Regions from separate parts of the Mus musculus genome. Here region 2 is linked to region 1. A link is a contact called in public HiChIP or PLAC-seq data. All regions are on one chromosome and are shown on one strand. The core of a region is the stretch at or near the end of the contact, and the rest is flanking DNA. Distances in the headings are between cores, read along the strand shown. Region 1 has its middle 24 kb from the start of Htr5a. Region 2 overlaps Cnpy1 (canopy FGF signaling regulator 1).

The links. HiChIP or PLAC-seq counts read pairs in DNA pulled down with a chosen protein or histone mark.
Region 2: an Esrrb HiChIP or PLAC-seq map of embryonic stem cells shows a contact between it and region 1, with 6 times the contacts expected there. The contact joins two enhancer-like sites. A contact is called at or near these places in 2 of 115 datasets of contacts at active chromatin or transcription factors (both in embryonic stem cells).

Annotation. Positions count from the first base shown.
Region 1 is chr5:27,814,551-27,821,653 of GRCm38.p6, forward strand. It overlaps the pseudogene Gm20239. Among named protein-coding and RNA genes, the nearest start is that of Htr5a, 24 kb to the right of the region's middle. Within about 2 kb of position 4,576, at least 13 of the 459 cell types and tissues checked have an H3K27ac peak or open chromatin away from gene starts, as enhancers often do. A contact at or near this core is called in embryonic stem cells, where this site is marked.
Region 2 is chr5:28,196,096-28,203,198 of GRCm38.p6, forward strand. It overlaps Cnpy1 (canopy FGF signaling regulator 1), which reads right to left. Exons shown (of 3, transcript NM_001310511.1): 3 at 4,724-7,103. Among named protein-coding and RNA genes, the nearest start is that of Gm35395, 9.5 kb to the left of the region's middle. Within about 2 kb of position 3,561, at least 3 of the 459 cell types and tissues checked have an H3K27ac peak or open chromatin away from gene starts, as enhancers often do. A contact at or near this core is called in embryonic stem cells, where this site is marked.

The sequences.
Region 1 (7,103 bases), core at 3,326-5,825:
GCATGCAAAATTGTACAACCACTCTGGAAATCAATTTGGTTGTTTCTTAGAAAACTAGGAATAGTTCTACCTAAAATCCCAGCTGTAACACTCATGGGCATATATCCAAATGATACTCCACCACATGAACCATGTTCAACCATGTTCATACCAGCTTTATTGGCTATATCCAGAGACTGGCAACAACCTATATATCCCTCAACTGAAGAATGGATAAAGAAAATGTGGTTCATTTATATAATGAACTATTACTGAGCCATTAAAAATAAAGGCATCATGAATTTTGTAGGCAAATAGATGGAACTAGAAGGTATCATCCAAAGTGAGGTAACCCAGTCTCAAAAGGACATGTGTGGCATATACTCACTAAATGGATATTAGCCATAAAGTACAGGATACCCATGCTAAAATCAACAGTCCCAAAGAAACCTAAAAACCAAGAGGGTCCAAGGGTTGATGGTTGGACCTTCTCCAGAAAGAGAAACAAAATAGATACTGGGGGTTAATGGAAGGAAGGAACTGGGTGGAAGAGGGGGCAGATAGGGGAGTGGGGCAGGGGGTGGATTATATGTAGAGAGAGCAGGGGAGAGAGAAGGGAGATCAGTCTGGGGGGGGGAGTCTCTAGGTCTTGCCAGAGACCTGGGATGGATGGAGGGACCTGGGGGGCATCTATGGGAGTGACTCTAGCTGAGACTCCTAGCAGTGGGGGATATGGATCCTGAAGTGGCCACTTCATGTATCCAGGCAGGACTCCTAGTAGAGGGATAAGAACGGCAACCCACCCACAAAACCTTCAACCCAAAATGTGTCCTGCCTACAAGACATGAAGGGACAAAGAGCAGAAACTGAGGGGATGCCCAACTAATGACTGACTCAAATTGAGACCCATCCCACAGGCAAGAACCACATTCTAACACTATTAATGATACTTTATTATGCTTGCAGATAGGAACCTAGCACAACTGTCCTCTGAGGGGCTCCACCTAGAAGCTAATGGAAAGAGAGGCCAAGGCTCACACCCAAACATTAGATGGAGCTCTGGGAGTCTTATGGAAGAGTGGGGAGAAGGATTTAGGGACCCAAATAGGACAAGGACAGGGACTCCACAGGAAGACCAATAGAGTAAACTAACCCAGTTAAAAAAATGGGATAAAGGGCTAAACAGAGAAGTCTCAACAGAGGACTCTTGAATGGCTGAGAAGCACCTAAAGAAATGTTCAACCTCCTCATTTGTCAGGGAAATGCAAATCAAAACCATTCTGAGATTCCACTGTATATCCATCAGAATGGCTAAGATCAAAGTCTCAAAGCCTCAAAGTCTGGAGGTTCCCAGAGAATGAATCACCAAACAAACAGCGAGCACAGGCTGGACCTAGGCTGCCTGCACCAATCAGATGTAATTGATAATTTTAATTTCATTCCAGAAAATATTGTTTCTTACATAGGCATAGAATTACATATGGCCCAAAGTAATCCCCAAAGATCCTGTGAAGAGTCCAATTAGATCAAGAAATCCATTGGGTCTGAGGTAACTATTGGCAAATAATTTTTTTTAGTGGAAAAGACAAATATGTAGCTGGTGGGATTGCAAATTTGTATAACCAGTCTGGAAATCAAACTGGCTGTTTCTCAGAAACGTGGGAAGAGTTCTACATCTGGCCCAGGTATACTATTGCTGGGCATACACACCAAACATGCTTCACCATCCCACAAGGACACTTGATCAGCTACGTTCATAGCAGCTTTATTCATAACAACAACAACAAAAAAAAACTGGAAACAGCCTAGATGTCTATCAAGTGAAGAATGGATAAAGAATATGTGGTTCATTTACAAAATGAAATACTACTCAGCTATTAAAACAAAGACATCATGAATTTTGAGGGCAGGTGGGTGCAACTAGAAAAGATCGATTATCCTGAGTGAGGAAGCCCAGACCCAAAAGGACAAGCATGGTATGTACTCACTGATGAGTGGATATTAGCCATAAAATACAGGATACCCACACTATAATTCACAGAACTAAAGAAGAAGAGAAACAAAAGGAGGGCCCAAGGGAAGATGGTTGAATCCTTCTCAGAAGGGGAAATAACACTCATATTGAAGGTGGATGCAGGTAGGACACCTGGTAGGAGATGGGTGGGGGTGGGGGTGGGGGTAGGGCTGCTGTTCCAGGAAGTGTATGTGAGCACCAAAAAATCCATTTCCAATGTCAAAGCATTAGGGACTCTTTATTATAAGCTCAGGCCTCGGCTCTCCTCCAACCCAACCCTGACACAGAACAGGAAGGTGAAGCAGCCTCGAACCCTCAGCAGGACAAGGTTTCATAGGGGATGGCAGTTAGTGAGGGGGTGTCCAGCCTGGAAAGTATCTAACAGAAAAGCTATTGTAAGCCGACTTGTGGGTGCTCTAAAGCAAGTCCATATACAATCACAAATGATCTGAAAGAACATCTGAAATAATCAGAGGAATCTTTGACTAACTGTTGTTAGAGACTAACTCTGGCCAAGGACAAGCTGTGAGGTCCTTCCAGGTACTTGGGAGTAGTTTGGGTCAAGTGTTCAGGCTGTATGTTTTTCTTTTAAAATGGAGACCTGTTTAAGACTGAGCAGGTTTGGCCTCACAAGGCAGGGTTGGTGATGTGTTTATTAAAAGATAGAGAGAAAGGGAGGTCTCAGTGGTCCCATGCCAAGGCATCCCCTCCCCCTGCCACATGATGGTATGGTATAATATAGAATAGAGTTTATTCAGGACATGGGGAGAGGAATTAAGAGAGTAGTACAAGCAGAGAAAGGTAGCGAGAAGGAGAGAGTAGAGAAGTAGAGGCAGGCCATAAGTGGAGAGAGGGGGGGAGGGAATGGAGAGAGAGGGAGCAAGAAGGCAATGGACGAAGAGAACAAGAAGAGATAACAAGAGAGAACAAGAGAGAGGAGAGGACATTCCTCATATGGAGGACAAGGAGGTCATGAACAAGGAGGGAGAGGTGGATGTGGTGGCTATGACCTTGGTGGCCAAGGGGGAGGAAGAGGAAATAAGCATCAAGGAGGCTGGACAGATGGAGGGGGTGGAAGTGGATGTGGTTACCAGGACGGTGGTTACCGAGATGTGGGCTTCCAGCCTGGTGGTTATCAAGGTAGCTATGGTGGTTTCCAAACATCTTCATATACAGGAAATGGATACCAGGGAGGTGGATCCAGCAGGACAATAGATTCCAAGACGGTGAGCACCATGGTGAATGAGGCAGTGGTTGTGGGGGAAGAGGTGGTCGAGGGGATCAGGGAGGATGCAGAAGCCAGGGAGGAGGCTGGGGAGGAAGCGGGAGCCAGACTTATCATAAAGGGGCCAGTTTGAACAGCACTTCCAACATGGAGGCTATCAGTATAGTCATTCTGGATTTGGACAAGGAAGACATTATACTAGTTGAGGCTACAGAAACTCATATTTTGCTAGAGCTCAAGTAATAGAAACTTAGTTTCAGAATCCTGAATCCAACATCTATTTGGAATGAATGTAAGACCACAGGTAGTAGGCATACTCCTGCTTAGGATAACCATTTGCTGGTTTTCATTCAATTCTTTCTCTCTTTATTACTAAACAGTTTTACATAACACTGTTTATTTAAGAAACATATCTCTTCTTTCTATGAAACAAATTTTAAACACAATTTAAGTTGCCTTTAGTTGACCAGTAGACTATTCCAGTTGGAACATACATGGTTTTTGAAGAAATTACTTGAATAAAATAGTTTTCACATTTTCAATATGCAAATTTTGAAAATGAGGATTTGCCTAGACTTTTTTAATATTTACTGCTGGGAAACTTTCCTCATATTAACAACCCATGTGTGTTTTTTGTAGACTATCTTCTGCTGTCTACTTTCCGAGCATAGCTCTGCCCTGATGGGCATTCAGAGAGATTTTGTCACCTTTCTTTTTGGTAGACCTGTTGGGTTGGTTCCTATTACATGAACTCTTTTGCAGATAGCACATTCAGTAGCCTTATCCTGTTGGTGGAATACTGTACCATATGCTCCTCCAAAATCCATGAACATGGCTAAAATCCATAAAAACAACAAAAGCAAACTAAGTTGTAAACTTAGTTTGTTAGTTAAGTGTAGGCACTTATCCATCCGAGACAAAAGTTCCTCCTTCACCCTTGTTTTTACTTGAAATTCGCTAGAAGAAATGGCGAGCAGATATCTGTTTCACGCACTAGTTAATGCTACAGGCTCAGCAGATACAAGTTAGCTTGCTTTAGGCAAGAGACCTTTCTTGTGATGGACATGCACTACGAAGTGAGATGGAGTCCTGCTCAGTGCAGGAGGCCCTTCATTATTGCTGCAGAAGACAAAAGCCTGGCTGAGTCACTCTCCACGTCTATATATATACATGTAAACACTGTCAATCTGTGGAAGAAAGTGGCTGGAAGTGTGTTTTGTCTGAGAGGTGAGCAATAAAACACCTGTACATTCTCAAAAAAAAAAAAAAAAAAAAGAGCTGTCTGTATTCTGCACCCAGGCATTAAAGGTATGTGGTAAGAGTGAGCCAACCACAACTAGAAACAGGTTTTTCAAGTAAACAACACCTTCTGCAACAGTGCTGTGTGGGGGTGACAGAGCTCTGTATGTCTATGGTCTGCATGTACCATGGGGCTGAGGACAAATCTGTTGGCATCTTTTCCCATAGTTTCCTTGGGCATGGTGGAACTCAAGTCTTTGTCTTCCTCCTCCAGTATTTAGCGGCCTAGAGTTGATTTAATTGGATTGGAACTGATTTCTGTGTAATTTGGTCATTAAACAGCTTTGCCCAGCAAGCCAGGCATCAAGGTAGGATAAACAAAGGACTGCTCTCTCCCTGATTGTAAAGGAATTTTAATCCAGCAACAAGGCTGCTCTGAAGGTCACATCCAAGGACCTTCTAGGTCTGAGTGATCCAATTGTCATGCAGACACACCCTTAGTACATACTTTGAATCCCTCTGGTTAGAATCCTTTAGCACACACTTTTTTTTTTCCATTTTTTATTAGGTATTTAGCTCATTTACATTTCCAATGCTATACCAAAAGTCCCCCATACCCACCCACCCCCACTCCCCTACCCACCCACTCCCCCTTTTTGGCCTTGGCGTTCCCCTGTACTGGGGCATATAAAGTTTGCGTGTCCAATGGGCCTCTCTTTCCAGTGATGGCCGACTATAGCACACACTTTTAATCCCAAACAATGACATCAAATTGAGAGGCAAAGAGGCCAATCAGAACTTTCTGATTTTTTTGACTGAATGTGTCAGAGATAGGACATACCCAACTCTCAGGAGAAACACTATTTAAGAGCAACACAAGGAGAGAGAGAGATCTGTTCAGTCTAGTTGAGTGGAGTTGTTCGTTTGGTGAGGGCATTGGTGGCAACTGAGCTCCTTTGTGTGATTCTGCAAACAGTTCACGCCAGAAAATAAGAAGGAGCCAGAAGATTAGAACATGTTGCCATGTTCTAATTTGAGGCCAAGGGAAGCAATCCCTTGAGAATTCTAGAGAGGCCAAATTGAGTCAGTCTTCCTGAGAGGACTTAGGTTGTACCAGCTGAGTTGACCCAGCCAGCCAGAGTTCAGAGAGAAGCAGAACTTATTCAAATGCAAGCCTCAGAGACAACAATTACATCTGGCAAATAAAAAATACATCTAGTATATCTGGCTTATATCTGGTGCCCCAAGTGTCTCGAAGAAAACCCCAGTGTGAATGGCTACAAATACCACCAACATTGCAAGAAGCAGAGGACAGGAGTCCTCTGACAGAAAGCCCCATATAAAATTCACCAGGGGTTGTCTGGAGAGAAACATTGTTTACTCAGGTTCTGCTGGGTGCCGGGAGACTCAGGAGACCTACCTCCCAGAACAAGGAACAAAGCAGGTGAATTACAGTAAAACAGCACAAAGGACAATTTTAACTGTATTGCAAGACTTTGCCTGCATTACACATGGAACACTCCATTTCAGATCCCTTAAAACAAAAGAGTTGACAGGATACAAATGATACTTGAGAAAGCCATCCTGGCACTTACTGCAACTGTGATCGACAGAGTAAACCCCTACCTACTTTCAATTGTGACCTTTATATATTTCCTTGAAAAAGAGGTTGGAAAGATAAGTATACAACAAGAAAAAAGTCTCAAAAGAGATTGAAAAACTAGTCATGCAATAACAAAAATAGCTGTACAACAAGAAAAAATAACTATGATAGTGCAAAGGCTTGAGAGACAAAAGACAGAGGAACAAAGAGAACAGGAAGTGCCTAATTGCGCACCTATGGGACCTAATAAAACTGAGAATCACGACAGACAGCTACCAAACCTACTGCACCGGCCCTTAAGGAAACTGAGGAAAGGAAACTAGCCCTACTAGCTTTCCTGGTTGCCTCAGAACAAATGCCCCAAAATGGTTTTCAACAGTAAGCAGAAACTTTGCTTCCAAATAATATGAAGCCGGCCTATGAAAACGTTCTGGCTTTTGTAGCTAGCTCTCTTCAACTTCCCAACTTTCTCCACTGTTGCCACTACCCAACTGCTAACTTCGGATACTGAGGCACAATTGTCAGGAACCTCTCTCTGACCATATGTATTCATCACACACAGGGGTTCAAAGATTTCAAGATACCCTAAAAATACCATACAAGCTGAAATTAAAAAAAAATGAACCAGGGTGAGCAGATTTGAAGCATATTGTGATAGGCAGCGGTAATATTGCAATTTCTCATGGTCTGAAAAAGTTCTTTAGTTGCTGCGGCATAGTGATTATAGTTGAATATTTTTGGAAGCTCGCCAACAGAAACATCACTGTGTTTGTTCCACAGTGGAGAACAAATCAGGATTCTAAAGTCACAGAACAGCACTTCTTAAGCCAGCTCCGGGAGCTTGCGATATTATCTTTAACTCCTGCCCGGGTGATCTCTGGGCAAAGAATTGCTTCTCATGAGGACAAGTTCCTGCTACACTTAGCAGACAAGACTGGGGGTATAATTGTAACAAATGATAACTTCAGAGAGTTTGTGACTGAGTCGGTGTCCTGGAGAGAAATTATTACAAAAAGACTGCTTCAGTACATGTTTGTGGGGGA
Region 2 (7,103 bases), core at 2,311-4,810, 380 kb after region 1:
AGATGATTTTAGTGATGTTTCCACACACCGTTGTCATGGAGATGAACTGGGATAGTACCAGGGAGGAATCTGGCCACTCACAGCCATAACTGAGGCACTGAGAGCCCAAGCACTTTTAGACACTCAGGACCACCTAGTGGGGGCTCAGAACTCTGAAGGGCTGAGTTACCAAGGGTCCCTTGTCCTTGGGCTAAGGGACAAGAGACTTCCCAAACAAGAGCTTTGTCTGGCTATCCTCTTATAGTGGCGCTCCTGAGATCTTTCTAGAACAGGACTGCAGCACCTCACCTACCAGGCACTTCCAGGCAGCATCTGCTCCTTTGCAATGTCATTGGAGGGGAGCTTCTGGAACTTGCAAAAAATGGAGGAACAAAACACTAATCCCTTTATTGTTTATAAGAAGAAAACATCGAAGGCAGTCGCAGAGAATGAAGTAAAAATGCCAGAGCCACTGACGGTTGTGTTGTGAGGCACTGAGATTCATTTACACACGCTGAAGAGATGGAAAAAAAAAAAGGCAGTCTAATTCACACAAGCCCATGTATGTGACCATCTGCAGGAATGTGTTGAAACAGTCTCTGGGTTATGGGACTTAGGACAAAGTTTGTCTGCTTTTTAAAATCTGCACTTTCTAAATATATGTATTCCTTTTCACTTAAACAAAAATACACAAGTGTTTGCTTCTACATTTTTTTTTATTTTGTTTGGTCTGTTTCTTTTCACTTTTGTTTGTTTTGTTTTGTTTTGTTTTTGTTTTTTGGGCCAGGGTCTCACTATACTTCTGAGGCTGGTCTCAAACTTGAAATGCTCCTGCCTCAGGTTTCCAATGGGATTACATCATGCCTGATGCTTAGTCTAGGCTTTTTTTATTTGTTTAAGATTACTCCTTTTAAAATTTTAGATCTATTTTAAGTATCTGAGTGTTTTGCCTGCAAGTACGTGAGTGCATTGTGTATGTCCTGGTGCCTGTGGAGTTCAGAGGGGGCATCATAGTCCTTGTAACTAGAGTTTCATATGATTGTATGCCACCATGTAGGTTCTGGGAACTGTATTCAGGTCCTGTACAAGAATCTACTCACCATAGTAGACACTCCCATGTCAGGCCTAAAGAGGACAAAAGAAGCAGAGGTCAACTGGCTGCAGGTCCTGAGTCAGACAACCATTCATGGCAGACCAGCTGGCCAAGGGGTCCTGTCCCCTCTTGTGCACTCTACCCAGCCAGGCTTCGAAGAGTCTTAAATCAGGAAGGAAACAGCCTCTTTATCCTCCCATCCACAGAGCTTGTGCTCACCTTGACATTCAAGCAGTGCCCACTCTGTGCCTCCAGGCCAGCAGGAGTACTGTCTGTGGGACAGCCAGCCCCACAGCTGTTCTGTGTGATTCCTTCTAGAGGCTTGACCCAACACTTCTCATCTTCCTGGAACCCAGACTTACCTGCAGTTGGGGAGCCTGTCACCGAGCTCAGAGGCATGCATGTAACTTGAGTTTTCAGCCAATATGAAGCCCAGCAAGGACAAGGCCTGAATAAGGCGTTCAGGGGTAAAAGACAAGGTTGGGGCACCTCTCTTCTGCCTGCAGCCCCTGCTGTCTCTTGTCTCCCTGCTTCTTGTCAGAAGCTGAGATGCTGAGGGTTTGTCACCTCCTCTTATTGGGGTGCTCAGTGTGCTGTTCTTCACTTAACCCATGATGCCTGAACCCTGTCAGGGACCAGGGTTTCTCTGGAGACTCCTCACAGCATTCCAGCTGGCCATCCTTCTTGCTACAAGCCAGTCTCCACTTTCCTCTCTCTGCTACATCAACTGTGCATCCTGATCAAGTCCATCTCAGGGGAGTTCCCAGTGGCTGGGTATCCCCCATGACCGCTCTTACCTGCCACAGCAAGGCTAGCATACTTAGGTTAACCAGAAGGCTCCTAACCACTGGAGATCATTTCTCATCCTGGACCTAGTATGGACATTACAAGACTGACTTCTTTTGTGATCAAAGAGCTGTTGGGACAAAGGGCACATTTTATATTTTTGAATGGTGGAACCTGAGGTCTATGTGTGGAGGATTAGATGGAGAGAGGAGAGGCAGCTATTCTGAATCAATCATCTACCACCCAGTACGACTAGCCAGGTCCCAAAGTGAGCTGTCCACCTTGCCTTTCTCCAGATGTGGCATAGTGAATCTTGGATTTATAGTCCAGCCTATGAGATGCACCAGAGCTGTGCACTGGGAATTCGAGGTGTAAATCAATAAGATAGTAATAGGAAGGGGCCCAGCCCCCAGCTCATCACTCATCCTTCAGATAAGGCTTTGTCTGAGACACACTGTTCCCTTGGGACCCTTATTGACTGTCCAGAATAGCTCTTGTTCAAGGACACAGGCTGCTCAGAGGGGGCTGAGGGTTGGTAAGGGAACCCAGAGAATAAATAGGCAGATCTAACTCCTTGTCCACTGTCCCCAGCTCTGCCTGTCCCTGGCCTTGGCTCCGCTGCATGGTGGGCAGAGCTGTGACAGATCTCCAACTCTCCCAACTTCCTGCCCTGACAGGAGAGTAGAGCTGCTCACCACAGGAGGAAGTGTTTTTGTCTGGGAATCAATCATCAGGAACTATACAGAAAGAATGGAGTGGAGATTTGTGTGATGTGAGACTCACTCACTGGACGAGAGAAGAGCAAGACTTGGAAACAATGTGAACCTGCATTCAGTCCCATGCTGCCCACACACAGCCCTCCCCCTGAGCTCTGCCTCCACTCTGCTGTGTCCATGCTGAAGGGCTTGGGGGCCAGCATCCACTCACTCACCTCTTCCCTCCAGCCCAGTGCTGCTTAGCTCAAAGGCTTTTCCATCCCACTGGTGGGTATGCACAAGAGAGATACGCCACCAGCCCGTGATCAGCCCTAGTCCAGGCCAGGTATGGGTTCCCAGGCTAGGACCCACTAGGGGAATGATGGCACTAACTGGATATCTCCTTTGCCCACTGTTTGGAGTGTCACTTACAAAGCATACTGGACCCATTAATGTTAGGATATTTGTAACCAGGGTTTTGATTACATTTAAGCCAGTTGAAGCGTCTGTTTTTATTCTAATTATCTGTTACCCTGTGTGGGACCTGCTTTTGTATCAGAGTTCCCATCTTAATAGAGCTTTTGTTAAATGGGAGCAGATAGTCTATTTCCTAGTGTTGTGCTTTCTTCCATAACCCAGGGGTGCCAGAGTGCCTCAGCTGTGTCTTCCGGTGAAGAACAACAGAGCCATAAAGATGACCTCCACAAGATTGTTGACTGAGATCTGTTACTGCAGCGTCACTTTGGGATTACAGTCTCCCTTTATCTGCTGATTTCAGAAAATGCGCTGTGGAGAAATTCCCACTCACTCTGAAAGCTGCTGAGGCAAACCACCACAGAAAACGCCAGGAGTGTGTTGTGCTGCTTGAAGCCCTAGCCTTGCTATTGTGATGTTTAAAGTTAGCAACAATTGTTTAACTTCTGCCTTATGCTCTGAGTCCCAGCCATGCTCAATTGGCTGACTTTGGACATTCATTCCTCAACATGGGGAGATGAGCCTGCCCTAGGGGACACTTCAGCCCCCTCAGTAGCTCTTTGGGAAGGAATGTGCACCGCCCAGATTCCAGTTCTTCCCCCTCAGTGGCTGGAGGGAACAAGACCATCCACGGAGTCATTTGCTTTCCTAGTCAGGCTTCTGTTGCTTGCTGTGTTTGGAGGGCACAAAAGATCAGATAGGCTGTTTTAGATCTGTGGCCCACAATCCTGGCACACTACAAGATTCTGTCTTCCACAGAACTTTTGTTTTTCAGCAAGTTAATATTTGAAAATATTTTTACAGCTATCTTACTGTTGAGATGGGATCATTTCTGTTGTAATTTAAAGTATTTTTCTCTTTCTGAAATGGTCTTGAAGACAATTCTTCAAGATGAGAAGTATAGTAATGTTGTGTTTTCTGGATGGACTTACATTTCCAGATACCATTTCTCCAGGATTTTTCTAGAGTCATCAAATCTCCAAATATGCTTCCCATCTCCCAATTTTATTTATTTCCCTATGTGTTTAACCTTTATATCTAAGTTTCTTTCTACTTATGTATTTACCTACCCATCTACCCACTAATCCATCCATCCATCTGCCTACCCACTGACCTATCTGTTTGTCCACTTAACTCACCTACCGACTTATCTATCCATCCATCCAACCACCATCCAGTTACCCTCCTACTGACCCACCCATTCATCCAATTATCCATCCATCCATGATCCAGTTACCCACCACTGACCCATCCATCCCATCCAACCCATCTACCAAGCATCCATCCATCACCCATTCTTCCACTCACTTCTGGACTTTCTCAGATAATCAGAAGAGGAGCGAGACTGCCTCCAATTACTGCCCTTCTAAGGCAAACCTCCTGCCAGTGATGATGAAGTAACAGGAAGTAGCTTAACCAACATTACATAAAGGCCATCACCTTTCCCACAGGACAGAAGATGACAAAGCATGACCGTGACCCCTGCCTCACACAGGTCTAGGACGGGGCAGGAAGTACTTCAGCGAGACCATGCCATTTACTGTATCTTTTCCTAGCTGATTCTTAGGCCATATTTCAGCTACATTTATTGCATTTGATCTTTTCTATTCACCTTTTTCCTTGGTCTAAAAGCAAATACACTTAAGAAGAGAATTATATTGCAGTCAGGAAGTTATAACAAAACCACACTGGTCTCTTACAAGTATAGTTTTCTTGCAATAATTTAATGTACCTACTAATAGTGCCACATTCTACTGATTGGCCTTTAACATTTCTAAGTCTAAGATTAGCTTACAAGTTTATATCAAGTTTAAGAGCAGACCAACAAACATATACAAGATTGACTTCCCCCAATATCCTACCATAATTTGAATTTTGAGACTGATACACAGCTAAACTTTTGTTGTTGTTGTTGTTACATGGAACTATGTGTGAGAATAACACAGTAGGAGCAGAGACACAGGTCAGAGCTCCTGCTTTGGCTATGTCTTAGGACTTGTCTCAAAAAAGGGTGGGTGTTTCTTGTTGGGACTTTGGCTTGGTTCGACCCTCTACTCGCCAGTGAAATGGGTTCAGCAGTCTTGGCTTGTTCTTAGCAAACAGCAACTTGCAGAACAAAGCTAAGCATCTTGTTTTGGCCAGCTTGATATGTGGATTGTGAGAATACAGGTTCAAGCATGGCTTACACGCTTCCTCTAACACAAGTTCCCCCTTCCTGACTTCGATTACTCACCCTGACTTTCAAGGAACATTAATGTTGTTGTTATTAATTTTTTGACCCAGATCTATGCTGATTTTTGCTAACTCTGAGAAATTTTCATCTTGCTGCTTGGCACTTGTTTCATTTGCTTGCTTTTAGTGTTGAGTGGTTCTCTCTGGCTATTCATCTTACTTTGTATTTGGTGTCATTTTAAAGTCAGGAGAATGGCAGCCAGTACAGCTTCTCTCTCCTATGGCTACTTCCCAGCAAAGCAGGCATCTCACAAGAAACAGGCAGAGAGACAGTGGCTCTGGCTAATTCTCAATCAAACCAAGATTTAATCAGCAACTCAGTAATCCATAGGCATTTACATGAGCTCAACAAGCTTGGTATGGAAAAGAATTTAAAAAAAAAATGAGTCATGAGTTAGCCAAACAACTGGTAAGATCTAAGACCCTGCTTGGTGAGAAATCCAGGACAATTTCCAATGCCGAGAGCCTGACGCTCCATCTGCACAAAGGTGCCAGAAGAGCAGCCTGATAACCGCACCCTCTCAGCCTTGTTCCCATAAGGCAAATCTTACAAAACGGGACCCTAGGATGCATGTCCTAATAAAGCCTAAGTAAAACAATGCTAAAAAGACTTCCTACCTCAAATGCTGATTAATCTTACAGGTTATAGAAATAAGATACAAGGACCAGGTTCCCCCCTCCCGTTTTGTGGCATCTCCACTATAGCTCAGAATATGCTTTAAATAACATGTTTCTTTCCCCACTGGGAGGTAGCATCACCTGTCCTTGTATCTCTTCTTCCTTGTCCATTTGGAGCACAGAATCTCAGGGTTACAGGGGGCCTATAATACAACTAACCACAGACACTTTGCAAAAGCACAGATTTTCTCAGATTCCCAGATAAACAAGTGACATTTAAGACTTAAGACTAAGGGGAAGGAAAAAAATAGAAATCTCTTCCTTTTATGTTGGTAAAATTTTGCAAATATAAAGATTATTCTGGCCAAGGAGCCCAGTTCATGACCTAAATAGTGTCTTTTCTGGATGGTTTTATAAACAACCATTTTAGCTCTTCTGGTAAAACGATTGCCTGTTATTCATGCAAGTTTCAATGACAGTGGTGACAATTTCTTTAATTAAACAGGTGTAACCTGTACCCACACATGCTGAATAATTAAAGTTCAATTCCACTGAATGCAAATTTAGCAGAGACAATGAGAACACCCAGGAGAAACTGTTATTACATTTTGTTACAGTAAGTGTGGTAAAGGTTAATATCCCTCCACATCCAAAAATAAATACATAAATAAAAGTCCCATAAAAGAGTGACAAATCAGCCAGTAGGAAAATTTATACACTATGATCAGTGAGGGGAAAACAAACCAAGAGAGACTCAAGCAAGACAAAAACGTGTTCGGTGCCGAATTTTTTGAAACCCACTATGTGATAGCCTTTGGAATCATCTGAACTCAGGGCCAGTAAACTCTGATATGATGGCCAGTCGACTGTGCGACGTATTCACTCTTTTATCGGTTCTATCGAATCTTAGTTCTAAAATATAAGAGTTTCCAGATCTGTAAGTCCCATTCCTGACTGAGAGGGGTGGCTTTAAAACCACCACACAGAACCTTTTGGAATAACCAGCCCACGGCATTTGTTACAACTGAATACCTTGAATTTGTGGCTGATCAAGAATTTGAGAAATCAAACTGAGTTCTTCTGAAACTGCAAACTGTGTATGGACATGTCAGGCTCATTTGCTCAGACCCACCCTTAATTTCCTACTGACTTCAAGAAATAGCTTTGCCCTTTTCCCACGGCCAGATTTAATGCTCTATTGCCAACCCAGCTTCCATCCAAATATG